5 separate regions of the Mus musculus genome follow, and regions 1, 2, 3 and 5 are each linked to region 4. The links are chromatin contacts, called in public ChIA-PET and Hi-C maps. All regions are on one chromosome and are shown on one strand. The core of a region is the stretch at or near the end of the contact, and the rest is flanking DNA. Distances in the headings are between cores, read along the strand shown.

What was found. Hi-C and Micro-C count contacts between places; a contact is called where the count stands out from the background. ChIA-PET counts read pairs in DNA pulled down with a chosen protein or histone mark.
Region 1: a contact with region 4 is called in an RNA polymerase II ChIA-PET map of memory CD8 T cells, with 10 read pairs. The contact joins two enhancer-like sites. A contact is called at or near these places in 4 of 39 promoter capture datasets (3T3-L1-derived adipocytes, embryonic stem cells, hippocampal neurons and 1 more) and 2 of 115 datasets of contacts at active chromatin or transcription factors (kidney and memory CD8 T cells).
Region 2: a contact with region 4 is called in an RNA polymerase II ChIA-PET map of memory CD8 T cells, with 5 read pairs. The contact joins two enhancer-like sites. A contact is called at or near these places in 2 of 115 datasets of contacts at active chromatin or transcription factors (embryonic stem cells and memory CD8 T cells).
Region 3: a contact with region 4 is called in a Hi-C map of CD8 T cells, with 2.2 times the contacts expected there. The contact joins two enhancer-like sites. A contact is called at or near these places in 3 of 484 Hi-C or Micro-C datasets (CD4 T cells and CD8 T cells) and 3 of 115 datasets of contacts at active chromatin or transcription factors (astrocytes, embryonic stem cells and memory CD8 T cells).
Region 5: an RNA polymerase II ChIA-PET map of memory CD8 T cells shows a contact between it and region 4, with 6 read pairs. The contact joins two enhancer-like sites.

The regions. Positions count from the first base shown.
Region 1 is chr10:41,977,560-41,980,294 of GRCm38.p6, reverse strand. The region is part of intron 6 of Armc2 (armadillo repeat containing 2); the gene reads left to right. Among named protein-coding and RNA genes, the nearest start is that of Gm33058, 20 kb to the right of the region's middle. Within about 2 kb of position 1,259, at least 78 of the 459 cell types and tissues checked have an H3K27ac peak or open chromatin away from gene starts, as enhancers often do. A contact at or near this core is called in memory CD8 T cells, where this site is marked.
Region 2 is chr10:42,029,824-42,032,557 of GRCm38.p6, reverse strand. No RefSeq gene overlaps it. Among named protein-coding and RNA genes, the nearest start is that of Gm51798, 12 kb to the left of the region's middle. Within about 2 kb of position 1,362, at least 61 of the 459 cell types and tissues checked have an H3K27ac peak or open chromatin away from gene starts, as enhancers often do. A contact at or near this core is called in memory CD8 T cells, where this site is marked.
Region 3 is chr10:41,879,693-41,882,392 of GRCm38.p6, reverse strand. The region is part of intron 1 of Sesn1 (sestrin 1); the gene reads right to left. Among named protein-coding and RNA genes, the nearest start is that of Sesn1, 70 kb to the right of the region's middle. Within about 2 kb of position 1,437, at least 47 of the 459 cell types and tissues checked have an H3K27ac peak or open chromatin away from gene starts, as enhancers often do. A contact at or near this core is called in CD8 T cells, where this site is marked.
Region 4 is chr10:42,697,870-42,700,569 of GRCm38.p6, reverse strand. Ostm1 (osteopetrosis associated transmembrane protein 1) reads right to left here. Exons shown (of 6, transcript NM_172416.3): 5 at 2,297-2,462; 6 at 1-87. The coding sequence ends at 32. Among named protein-coding and RNA genes, the nearest start is that of Ostm1, 20 kb to the right of the region's middle. Within about 2 kb of position 1,344, at least 36 of the 459 cell types and tissues checked have an H3K27ac peak or open chromatin away from gene starts, as enhancers often do. A contact at or near this core is called in CD8 T cells and memory CD8 T cells, where this site is marked.
Region 5 is chr10:41,936,059-41,938,758 of GRCm38.p6, reverse strand. The region is part of intron 12 of Armc2 (armadillo repeat containing 2); the gene reads left to right. Among named protein-coding and RNA genes, the nearest start is that of Gm33058, 21 kb to the left of the region's middle. Within about 2 kb of position 1,373, at least 71 of the 459 cell types and tissues checked have an H3K27ac peak or open chromatin away from gene starts, as enhancers often do. A contact at or near this core is called in memory CD8 T cells, where this site is marked.

The DNA.
Region 1 (2,735 bases), core at 10-2,509, 720 kb after region 4:
AATGTTAGGTGGAAGTCAAGGAGAGTCTAGAGTGCCACACCGAGCCCTTAGTAACTCTGTTCGACAACTTCAGGAACTGGATCCAACTTGCTCAGAAACCATTTGTTTTCTAAGTTTTCATTTTTCACTGCCGTCTTAAACCAGTATCCAGGTCTGCTGCCTTCAATGTAGACAGAAACTCACAGAAATTATAGCTTGAAGGTATCTGGAGGGTTTGTGTGCAGATTTAATATCAGTGTAAATCTAAACTTAAGTTCAAAAGCATTGCCCACTTAAATGAAGAAGGTTTTAATTCTTCAAGATTTTTTGTTTTTTGTTTTTGTCTTTAAAATAAAGAAAAAGATACAAATGTGGCACATTGTTAACATTGGACCAAACTAGTCAGGGTAGGACAGCTGTCTGTTACATTAAATGAAACTATATTATGAAAGCCCTTTAGGGACTTTATTCTGCCTGAGGAAATATGAAATAATACAGACCAATGGTTAGAAATGGTGCAAAGTCAGGCAGTGAGAAAAATGAGCCAGGGAACATTTGTTACACTATACCACTGTAACATTGTAACACTGTAACATTGTAACACTGTAACATTGTAACATTGACTGTACAACACAAGCAGCAGGTGAAACCTTAAGTTGTGGAAACAAGAGTTAGGGAGCTCTGTGTCACACCTAGAAAAACAAACATGCTGTCACCCCCATTTCAAAGGCTGGTGACCCCCCCCCCCATGGGGAAGGATCTAGATAAGGCAGGCATAAGAAGGTTTTAAGCCTTCAAGGTTTTTGTTGTTGTTGTTGTCTTTAAAATAAAAAGATACAAACGTAGCACATTATTAGCATTGAACCAAACTATTCAGGGTAGGACAGTGTCTGTTATATTCTTCATAGTTTTTTTTTTTCATTTCACACAAAAGTTTATGTCGGGCTCTATGAGTACACATCTATAATCTGAACATTTTGGAAACAGAGACAGGGTTATGAATTGCAGGCCATTCTGAGCTACAGTAAGACCTTGTCTCAACAAAAATAAAAAATGATGATAAATGATATCAATCTAGCACCGTGTAAAAGATGTTATCTTCAAACTAGCCCCTCACCAGTAAGGAGACAGTTAGTGGTCACCTGCAATGTATCTAGAACTCAGGAGAATCTAAGCCTTCCAATTCCCTAGACAACATTGTTGCTAAGGGGTTTACGTTTGCATGCTAAAAACACCAGCCAATGCTAACAATGTATCAAGCTGTTGGGTCCAAAGCTGAAAGCTGTGGTTAACAGCTATAACCACGGAGACAGCAGAATCTTCAAAAACAGGCAGTATTTCTTGCCTGACTTACCCAATTTTCCTGTTGAATCATTATTTTTATATTTAGCAAGCAGTGAACCTAGATGAAAGTCCTTTTTAAAATTTGAAGTTGTTCCCCAAGACTGGGCCACACTGTGTGTTTGTAGACATGCTTCAGTTTCTAGAATTCACTGGGGATAGGGTATGGAATGGAGGTGATGGGGGCAGTGAGGACCACATGGGGATACAGAAGCAAGGCCATAGCAAGACACAACCACATTAGTGGGGATTCCTGGGAGACGACCGAGAAGAAATTCTTATACCACAGTGTTTAGCTAACTTCTCAAAATGAGTCTGAGAAGTCTCAGAAGGGTCTGGAGGTAACTAAACTTGGGTGATTTCTGACTCATCTTGATAATCATTTCTTCCTGGGGGGAGCATGTTGACTGATTTCACTCTTCCTGGGGAACTAGTTGATCGCTCAGCTTTACATTGAAAAGCACACTGTGTAGGGGTTTCGTTTTGGTTTTTTGTTTTTTTTTTAAGACCACATGGATTTAAAGCCTGAATTTCTAGTAATTTGGGGTTTTGATGTGTTAGAGCAGGTTCCTACTCCAATAGATGATGCCACAGCTCAATGTCAGAGTCTTTTTCTCGAACCCTTTACCATATTTTTTGAGATGGTCTCTCGTTGGACATGGAGCCACATTCTGGCCACACTGAGCTGGTCAGTGAGCTCGCAGGATCTGCCTGTTTCTGCTCCTCTGCTCTGGGGTTACAGCACCATGCCTGGCTTCTTTTATATGTGCTGGGGATCCAAGCCTGGGTCCTGAAGCTTGCAGCAGCAGGTGCCTTACCCACCGAGCCATCTCCCCAACCTGCTTTCTAGCAAATTTAAGTGTTTCCTATATATGTCAAGGAAATTGACTGTTGTTGACTTAACAACTTCTGGCTTTTTGTTTGCCTTCTTCAATACTGAGTCTGTTCATATCCTTTGGCCTCTAAGTGGATTAATTACCTAGGACTATGAGCGGCGGTCTTCTTATACTGCGTGGCTATTTGTATTTACTTTTAGAATTACATGCTTGTTTGTTTTGTTTGTTTAATGTGAGTACATGGTTGCTCTCTTCAGACACACCAGAAGAGGGCATCGGATCCCATAGCAGATGCTTGTGAGCCACCATGTGGTTGCTGGGAACTGAACTCAGGACCTCTGGAAGAGCAGTCAGGGCTCTTAACCGCTGAGCCATCTCTCCAGCCCCATGTGCATGTTTTATCCAGTTCAAGCACACTCAAAAATCCAAAAAGCAGAGATGATGGTCTACAGTCTTTTGTCTGCCATTCTGAAAACCTCAACATCCCAAACGTTGAAATAGCTCTAGTGGCAATGGCAGATCCGACCAGAGCTGTAGTGTTGGCCCCTCTAGTGTGAGCGTTCACGTGTTACGCTGGAG
Region 2 (2,734 bases), core at 113-2,612, 670 kb after region 4:
CCCTTGACCGCTGTATCATTTACCTGACTCAGTTCATAAAGTGGATGGATACGCTGCTGTACTCCGCTTAGGCCACCACCCTCACTAGACATGCAGAGGCCGCTGGCTTACACACATTGTAACATTTGTGTTGTGTTTAACGGGTCCAAAGTGTCCTTCTTTCAAACCACTTTTAGAGCATCCTTCTTTTAGGTTGTTGATGCCTATAAATGTATCTCCCTCGGGCTGATACCACCTGATACCACCGTGTGGTTGCTGCCGCTGCCAGATCAGCGCCCCCCCCCCCCCCCCGATTTCAGCAGTGGGGCAGGTTTGAAATAGCATCTTTAATAAAAGGGCAATGGGCCTTACCGCTGTTTCCTTTTGTAGATTTTAGTTATTATTGGGGCTTTCCTGGGGTTCTGGCTCTGAACGATCCTGTCAGGCATTGGCTCAGTGTTTCTCTGCTATTCAGAGATGGCACCAGGCCCATGGGGTTGAGAGTGTAATACAGATGTGTGCGTTATCAGGAATGTTCCAAAAAGCACCTCGTGGTTTTCTCTGGGGTTCATTTTTGTTTGTTTGTTTGTTTTTGTTTTCTTTTTTTGTTGTTTTTTCTTTGGGGGTTTGGGGGGGCTGTTTTGTTTTGCAGAATTAACCCTTTCAGGGGGGTTATTGTCCTCAGTTGTCTTAGTTATGTGACAGGAAGGCCTTAGGGTGGGGATCTCTTCCTTCATCTGGAAACTTAATTTCAAATCTTACGCTTACTGCATAATGAAAAATGCCCAGGAATTGTGTGAAAGTAAGGATGAGCTGTTGCCCTGACATCTGAAAATTTTGAAACAGGTGACTATTACAGAAGCCTATTAGCTTTTCGGGACTCCCTTCCCCACAAGTTTTAAGTCAATGATCCCTCTTTCTTCCTATATTTTCTCTGCTGCATATATGATCAGTGACCTTAAAAAGCAGTCATTCAAAAACTATGTTTGGCAAACACAGCTTAATTTTCAAGTCTGGTGCAGAGTTTCTCACAGAGAGCTGGGGCCCTGAAGACAGAACGCGCTCTTTTGAGCTGCATTTTGAAAAGGGAAGGGAACTGTAACTCATTCCTTGTGGTAGAGGACAAGCAATGACTCTCGGCAATGGTCTGGGGCTCCGACCTGCCACTGCCACCGTAAAGACCCGGCTCGTGGGGCTCCGACCTGCCACCGTAATGATCTACCTCCGTGGGGCTCCGAACCGCCACCGCCACCTGGCTCCATGCCCTTTCCCTCCTAGCCTCCGAGCAGCTTCTCTGGCTGCCACGTGACCCCAAGAGGCCATTTCATGTGTTCCCACTGGGTACCACCTCTGCTGTGCCCTCTGGTGGCCTTGGCTCACCACTGCTGCTGCCTCAGCAAAGTTTGACCTTGGCGCTATCAAGAGCCATCTCTCCTCTCTACTCCAGCCGCTCATGGGAGTCCGGGTGCCTGCTGACGCTGCTCCAGCCGAGAGGGAGTGATTTGTCTCCTCAGCTGGCCACAGCAGTCCACCCTGCTCCACTCTCCAGTAGCTTACACACTGAGACCCTGAAAACCACGCTGGTTCCCCAGGCCCTGCATCATTTAGGTGACCACAGTATACCACTGCCTCAAAAAATATTTCTCCTCTTTTCAACAGTCCAGACGAGATAGACCAAGCCAAAGAATGAAGCTTAGTTATTACACCACATGTAAGAGGAAACTCAAAATAGATCAATAGCTTATGTCAAGAGCTAAACCAATAAAACTTTTAGAAGAACACAGGAGGAAAGCATCATGACCTTAATGAAATGGGGTCTTGGGTCTGGGATCAAACGCAGAAGCAATACACAGGGGCTGGGGTAAATTAGACCCTAACAAATCTAAGAACCTGTAACATTGAAGGATTTTATCAAGAAAGTGAAAATAACCACTAGGGAATGAGCAGGGTGGCAACTCAGACAACAGTCTGAGCAAATCCCAGCACTTGGGAGGCAGAGGCAGGTGGATCTCCAAGTTTGAGGCCAGCCTGCTCTACAGAGTGAGTTCGAGGCCAGCCAGAGCTGCCCAGAGAAACCCTGTCTCAAAAACAAACAACCTCTGCCCCTACCTCCCAAAACCCAATAGAATGGGAGACTCTGCCAATTCCACACGGGATGTTGTGTGAATATTCCTCAGGAGGTGTGACCAAATGTCTGTTCACTACAGTTGGGGCACCAAGGAGAAGTAAGGAAACCACTCCCCCAAAGTCTTACTTGCTGAACAAATGAGTTTATTACGGTTATTGGCAGAAGCATGGGTGACCAGTTCCATCACCCAAAGTCTCCTACCCCAGCTAGCAGTGCATGTAAGCCACATCCAAGAGCCTGTAGCCCAGTTTGTAGGCAGCAACACCAAAAAGGCTCCGCTCCAGGGCAATTGCTGTGGGAGGGATTGTGTGTGAGGCTAGTAGCTTTCTGAGCTTCCTGTAATGTTCCTGAGCTTTCTAAGCCTTCGAGTTTTCCCCTTCCTCTCCCCAGAACAGAATGCTTCAGTTTGGAGAAGATAGCTGCACAATCTGTAGGAAGGGTCTAACGTCCAAAATAATAGTCTTCATTTCTCAATAATGAAAAAGCAAACAAACAACCTTTAAACTATCAAAGCACTTGGGTTAGCATTTCTCCAAGATACACACACACACACACACACACACACACACACACACACACACCCTGATATACATATAAAAGGATACTCAATCAGTATCATTGATCCCA
Region 3 (2,700 bases), core at 188-2,687, 820 kb after region 4:
TATGAGGCTGTTTCTCCTAATGAGTGTAAAGTTAACATTTCGCTGCTTGCGGCCGTTTAAACTTTTGATTCTAGGGCAAGAAGAGAAATCAGGTAGAAAGAAAACTTACTGCCTCGATTTGACTCAGGTGGAGCTCAGAAGGGGAGGGAGGGTGTGGGTGTGGGAGTCTTTGTCTCAGAGCCTCTCTCCCTGTTACTCCACCTAGTATTTCTTCTCAGATCTCTGTGACCTCCAGATCATCAGGGCTATCTTACTTTGCCCACCTGACCTAGTAACTGTGCCTCACAGTACTTGTATTCCTCTCTGGTAAGAGAAAGGTCTTAGGGCCTAAGCTAGCTCACAGTACTCACCGTGAGTGACAGTGCATTATCTCTATCTCGTTTGTCTCTTAGAGATGCACATCATTAAGCTCTGAGGGCTTGAGCTGCTGCCTCCCAGGTGCCTTTGTGTGCGCCCACCAGCAGCGAGAGCATGTAGACTTTAAAGTGGCGTGTCAATTAAAGTATTGGCTCAGTGTGGGCTTGACAACCAGTTCAATATAGTTTTGTTAAAGATATGGAGACTTGGGGGCTGCATAAGTCCTCAGAGGCAGGGCAGCTCAGCTTGTTCCAGGGTTAGCTGTTTTTAGCCTCTCCCTCCTCCTTGGGAAGCTACAGATACTTCCAGGCCGCTTTGATTTCTTTCTTGCACTGGCAAGACAAGGTTGCCGAGCAGCATGTATAACTCACTTGTTAAGTCAGGCCGGCACATGCAAGTCAGACACTGGCTGTGTACAGACCATTGTCTGACAAGACGTGTGGAACATTGTGTAACCCAGCTTGGCTTTAACTATCCACAGGGCCAGTTAGGGTGAAGTGATAGGGAGGTGGCTCTATTGAGATGAAGTTAAATAGCATCATTCAGTCAGCAGACAGTCACTTCTCAGCATCATCAAATTAAAAGGGAATGGATCAGATTGGAACTATTAGGAGGTCCAGGAGAGGCGAGTGTGGGGATTGACTGTTGGTCTTCTACGACTCTAGACGTTACCAAAGGTTTTGAGGGGACATGCTGATACAAGTCAAAGGTAGCTCAAGACACTAAATACATGACATAAGCAAGTAGAAAAGATGTCTTAGACTATGAATATATAGATATTGTGTAATTTAAAAAATAGCTTTTGGAGCTATTACTTCATTTATACCTAAATTTAAAAACTCACTCCAAAAGAGATTAAAAATGAAATCTGTATTTTAGTCTGTGCACCAGACACAATTAGAACTTAAAAAAATGTTAAGATACTGTATGCTAACTTTACAAAATGATGGGTTAAAAAACAATTCTAAACTTCAGCAGATGGGGGAGGGGAGGGAAGGAGAGGGCAGGGCAGGCAAAGCCACAGGGTGCACTTCAAATGGGTCACCCTCAACTTTTTAACTTTCTCTAAGAACAAAACACATGCCTAGCAACACATCAGCCAATCACAAAGCAGACAAACACGAAGACTTCAACTGCTCCAGATACCAATGGGGTGCAACCTTCAATTTTTTTTCTTTTAAATTATATAGTGTCAGATGTCAGAGCAGAACACAACAACTTATAAAGCAGGATACACTGTCCCAGGTTAAAAGTAACTGATAAAAATCTCTTCATCAACTCTTGAAAAAATATATTAATATCATACCAATCATTTATTTCTTTCATCTTCATATGACACATAGAATATATATTAAATAGGATATATACTAAAATTGCCATTAATGCATTTAAATAAAAATATAGAATTTGTGGAAAACTTTCTTTGTACAGGTTGGAAATAAGAGTTGGAATCTTTATAAGAAATTCTTTTTAAATGACCTAACAATTTCCAACATTCATGGGAAACTTGAATACTGAAAGGCAGCAGAGCACCTCCAAGAGTATAACAATGGTTAGATCAGCCAGACACAAACATGGCCTTCAAACTGAAGGCGGCCCAGGTCCTGTTTTTCCTCCTTGGCAGGCCACAGCCGCCTTGGACACGTTTCCTGAGGATTCTGGAGACGTTTCCAGAGTGTTGCTGGTGTCACTGTCATGTACAGTTTTTTCAGGTCTCAGCACTCCCTTACTCTGAAGGCTAATTTACAATACAGGCAGGAACAAACAAAGGTTAGGTTTCTTTCACTTTGCTTTGTCTTGCTGAATTCAGAAAGCATTCTAAAGCAATTTCCAGTATTTCCTGTGAAAATTTCCAAGGGCTACGCTTAATTTTCTCTTTAATTTATTTTGTATGTATGTATGTATTTACATGCATGTGCATGATGTCTGTTGTGGGCACATGTGCCTTGGAGTGGGTGTGAAGATCAGAGGCTAATTTTGTTCTCTGCCTGCTACCTGTCCATGGAAGATGGATGGTAGTGTAGTGTGGGTGGGGGGAGGTAGAAGGAGGCTGAGGGGGTGGGGAGGTGAAAGGGGTGGGGAGGTAGAAGGGTGGTGATTATGATGGAGTCAAACCAGGCTGAGCCATTCACTGGCCTGAGTCCCTTTTGGCACTCACTGTAAATCCTTTGCTGGGCCATGGCTGGTTGGAGAGCACATGCCTGGCATGTTTGAAACCCTAAGCCCCTACCTACTCCAACACCCACCCTGACAATTGCTAGTTTTGGTTCCCTAAATCGCAATATTGTAAGTAGACTGGCTTGACTTGCTGTGATCATCCATTATTTTCTAAATTTGTCAGAC
Region 4 (2,700 bases), core at 95-2,594:
AACGTGAGGTCGAGTCCCCGTTTTGCAGGCTTCAGGTGGCATTTTCTTGAATGTTGGCAAAACTGGTGCTCGACTTGAGACGTTTGGCTGGGGAGAGACACAGGGCTGAGTTTAAATTCCTGCTCTCGAGGGCTTACCCAGTGCTTACATGCAAACCACTATATTGTCTATTGATTGGCTTAACATGGCTTGATCCAATTTTCCTAGACGTAAAACCTAAGGTTTTTTTTTTAATGAAGAGCATAAAATTAAATTAAGTAGAAGCTACTACCCATGACTTTGTTAAGAGCAGTACCTAATAAAACAGGCATCCACGCTTTCTTGAGCACTGCAATGTTAACGTGTACATAAAGAATAACAAGGAAAGTCCAAGCTAGAAATCAAGCTCTAAACATCTCTTAAAAGACAAGAGTGTTTACAAAGCTTCTACCCCAGTCATTGTTAATTACGAAGTCTGAAGAATTCCTCCTAAGAGCTGGACCAAGACACCACCATAGCTAATACAATCAGGGAAAGGAAAGAATACGTACCGAAGGACAGAACATTGCCTCTATTTTCAGACAAAAGCATTTTTTTTTCAAGTAGGGCACGCGGTGTGTGCCTGTGATCCTGGAACTTAGGAGATTAAGAATGGAGGATTGTGAGTTTGAAGCCAGCCTGGCCTACATAGCAAATTCCAGGCTAGCCTGTGCTACACGGCGAGACCCTATCTCAACACATTCATGCTGGGCGCCAGTTCAGTGGTAAAGGGTATTGCTAACACTTATAAAGTTCTAGCTTCAATACCTAACACCAAGCAAGAACAACAAAACACACATATTGTGTGTGTGTGTGTGTGTGTGTGTGTGTGTGTGTGTAAATGTCACAATGAAATACATTATTCTGAGTTGGCAGCAGTGGCAGGAACCTTTAATCCCAGCGGACAGAAGTGGATCTCTATGAGTTTGAAGCCAGCCTGGTCTACTGCACAAGTTCCAGGATAGCCAGAGCTACACAGAGAAACCATGAGTCAAAAATAAATAAATAAATAAATAAATAAATAAGAAAAAAAGACTCTAGTTTTAAAAAGAATGGTTCTTTTAAAGTTGAGTTATATATCACATATAGCACTATTAGCAAAATATGTAATATTCAGCTATGATTATGATGGCCATGGCATTGAGCCACTAGGTTTAAATAGAATCATGGCCCATAGCCACCTGGCGAGGTCGTGCGTTGAACAGTTGAGTGCAAATGTTTCTCATGCTCTAGAACTGAAAACCCACAGTGTCACCTGCAGTGGGAGTGGCACCCGTGGTGGGAGTGGCACAGGCTGAGATCTGAGAACTGCTGGCCTCATAGGAGGAGCTGCAGCAGGGCTCAGGCGCCTCTATTTCCTTGCCTTGTTTTAAGCTCTGCACAACTCTCAAAGACATAACCATGCCACAGAGCAGTCACATGTCATCAGTTCATGCAGGGAGGAAGGCAGGAGGTGGGGGGAGGGAGAGCAATCGGCCATGAGCATCGGCACATGAACTCTTCACTCACACGAGTATTTGGGGTTATTGTATGTGTCTGTCTGTCTGTCTGTCTTTCTCTCTGTATGGTTTTATTGTTTATTTGCTTTGGTCTTTTGCTGTGTTAATTTGTTTGTTTTTGAGTCAGGTTTGACCTGTGAAGCCATGGCTGGCTTAGAACTCGTCATGTAGACCAGGCTGGCTTTAACTCAAGGATCCATCTGCTTCTGCCTCCTGAAAGCCATATTGCCTGACATTATTTGATCCAAGATTTTTTTTCCATAAAGAATTTCACAGGGATAGTATTTTGATGCTAACATTAAAACAGACTATAGTATTCTTTTGTACAACAAATGTCTGCGAGCACTCACTATGCCCGGGCACTTTCTAGGTACTGGCAATATGACAGACGGTATACAAGGAAACAACTTCTTCTTCTGATGATCTTTATGATCCAATCAAGGGAGACGAATCAAGTAGAACAAACAAATGAGAGAGTTAAGTGACCTCAGCTGTCAGCAGCAGCAAAGCCGCCGGCTTACTGCCTGCGTGCCATAAAGAAAGAGCACAAAGTCTGGTGATGGCTCGGCAGGTAAAGGCACTAGCCACATCTTTCTTAAATAGATCTGTACCTTTCCCCTACATTATGATGATGAAGGTTGAATCCACGGCCTTGTGCATACAGGTAAGAGCTTTGACGCTGTACCCCCAGCCCCTTGACCCCGTAATCTTTTTTGACCCCGTAATCTTTTACGTAGGTGCTCGGCTAAATGGATGGATGACTACAGAAGGGAACTTACGTAGAATGAGTTTGCGTTTCTTTTGCTCTGAGTGAAGGAAGCTACTGAGGTAGAAGACGACAGGCAGGAAGAGAATGAACACAGACACAGCAACCACGGACACCGTGTCGCTGCAGGTGACCGAACAGTTGAAGGTTCGACTCCAAAGCTTCCGAGTAATGTTCATCTAGAGAAACAAATATCATATTATAGTCTCTTTACTTAAAGTTTAATTAAAGTTCTCTTTAATGTCTTAGTATATTTTTGCAATCCAAACATCATTTAAAACAGCGTTAAAAATCTACTGATAGTTGAGAACAATTTCTTCTGCTAGGAGAAAAAAAGCTGGTTTACAATTAGTAACTGTATAATATTTGGTATTATTTTATTTTGGAGACTCTCTGTGCAACCCTGGCTATTTTGGA
Region 5 (2,700 bases), core at 124-2,623, 760 kb after region 4:
GGTCTAGAGTTCCAGAACACGCAGGGCTACACAGAGAAACTGTGTCTAAACCCTGTCTTGAAAAACAAAACAAAAGAGAAGACAGTTAATCTGGCCTACTCCAAATTTGTGAACGCATTAACTGGGAAAGGGTTTCTCTAAATTCTGAACTGTCTTCCTTACCTACAAGATGGTCCTTTGTGTGCTGTCTTTGTGTCCATGTATGTAAACCACTTATCACTTAACATTTATTGACCCAGAAAAATTTGAAACTATTATGCATATAAAAAATCATGTTGAGGAGCTGGAGAGCTGGCTCAGCGATTCAGAGCACTGACTGCTCCTGCAGAGACCCTGGCTCTGTCTCCAGCACTCCCATGGCAGCTCACGAACGTCTGTAACTCCAGTCCCAGGGTTGATGCCCTCTTCCAGCCTCTGCCGGCACCGGACACACAAGTGGTGCACAGATATGCATGCAGCCAAAACACCCATACACATAAAATAAAGATAATTTAAAAACTAGTATTGAATAAAATAAGGAGTGGACCACCAGCCTGGGTCTGGGGGAGTAACTCAGAGATCGGCACAGTGAAAGGTTCTGGGTTCAGTTCCTAGTGTCAGACCCTTCTTGTCTGTGTCTGGTTTGGGGTGCCCTGTCTACATGTCTGCCTCTAACTGGCACCTGGAGTGTATTCTCCGTGACACACACACATTTTCTAATCCTCTGAGAGAGGGCTGCCCTGAGTGCCCACTGTGTTCTCTCAGCAACACCAACATGGAGACGTGTCACCCTTCACACTGGGGACAACTTGGCTCATTGACAAGAGCCGTGTTAACGTGACATCACACTGCCATTTATAATTGTGTGTGTGTTTTAAATCAATCTATCATCTCTTTTTCTCTTTCTTTCTCTCTTTTTCCCTCCCTCCCTCTGTCCTTCTCTCCCTCTCCCTCTCTCTCTCTCTTTCTCCCTCCCTCCTTCCCTTTCCCCCCACTCTTTCTTTCTCTGTTGGTCACGTGGTCTTGCTATGAAACCTAGGCTATCATGGAACCCACCAGGCTGGCACTGACCAATACTATTCGTGCTGGGCTTACTAGTGTGAGCCTGTTGTGATTTTCAAGACTGTAGATTCTAAAATTGAAACATATACCTCTAGTCCTAGCTCTGAGGAAGCTGAGGCAGGGGGATCATGAGTTAGATGCTAGCCTGGGCTACATGAGACCCCCCCCCAAACAAAACAAAACAAAAAAAAAGCTTCATACTGACAAATGTCACCTATACCCTGCCCCCCCTCCACACACGCACACACAAAGTGATGTTATCAGGGGGCAGAGTGCTACACAGGAAGCTGTGGCCAGTTACTTCCACAGCACACTGAGGGGGAAATCCTGTACCGGACTCACTGCTGATGGGAGATGTGAAATATCTCTTCCCCATCTGCTGTTGTTTTTGTTAAAGGGGAAAAAGGAGAGAAATTACATGATCGAGTACCCAAAGCAAGCATCTGACCTATCGCTGCCCTTACAGCTGTTAAGTGTGACTGAGCATTTAGAGCAGGCTTTTCTGAGTGTGCTGAAAATGAACAAGGGGGTGGGTGGCCTTCACTTTTAATCTCTACACATCTTGCTGTGAGGATGACCCAGGAGGAATACGAATTTGTGTGTTTTTGTAAAGCCATACAATAAAAAGGACAACAGAGGTTTCTCAGTTTAATCCCAGGCTCCACACTGGAATGAATCTCTCGGGAAGCTTTGGGGATGCAGGTTGCTGGGCCTCACCCTGGCTGGTTCTGGCTGAGGTCTGGGGTGGGACCCGAGAGTCCGTCTCTAAGAAACTCCTGCCCGAGCTTGTGCTGAGCTGCAGCTGGGAGAACCTGTAACACAAATGAGGTGGTTCCCTAAGACGCGTCCTTCAGTGTGTATGAAGTGACTTTGAGATGAACCTCCAGGGGTCTCAAGTGCTAACTCAGGTCACCATGACGTAGGGTAAGCATGTTAAAGAAGGGAACAACTGACAAGACCAGCCAAGACCAGCTATGAGCTTCTCCAGTGAATGTTGGGCTGCCTCCTTGCTTTTGCTTGGGCAGCTGACAATTTTTGACCTGTTTGCTCTCTGTCTCTGTCTCTATCTCTGTGTCTGTGTTTGTGTCTCTGTCTCTCTCTGTGTCTCTGTCTCTGTGTCTCTGTCTTTCTGTCTCTCTGTCTCTCTGTCTCTGTCTCTCTGTCTCTCTGTCTCTCTCTCTCTCTCTCTCTCTCTCTGTGTGTGTGTGTGTGTGTGTGTGTAAGTGTGTGCCCGTGGAGGTGGAAGGGGGGTTGGTGTCACATTAAACATGTGCTCTCCCACTGAGCTCTCCCTAGCTACAGAGACAATTTCTCAGGGAAAACAAGATGTTATGTTACGTTGTGTTAGACTCTTCTCCCAATGTTCTCTGCCAGACTTTTGTCAAAACAAGTTGTCCTGGGACCAGCTGCCATCCTTGGCAGGCATGCAGCACCAATCAGAGTAGCCCATGAGGGAGGAATGAGGTGGGGCCCTTGGGACCTTCAGAAGGACCTGCCCGGGGGGAAATCTCATGGACCACAGTTAGCTAGCCAAGCCCCCAGCTCTTGATTTGTTGCATGAGACAAGCACATTAAATGTCATTAAAACGGTCCAATGTTCCTGTAGATTTTCCCTTTGAAAGAGCACAGATGTGTGTAAATGTGTGTTTAGCCACATCT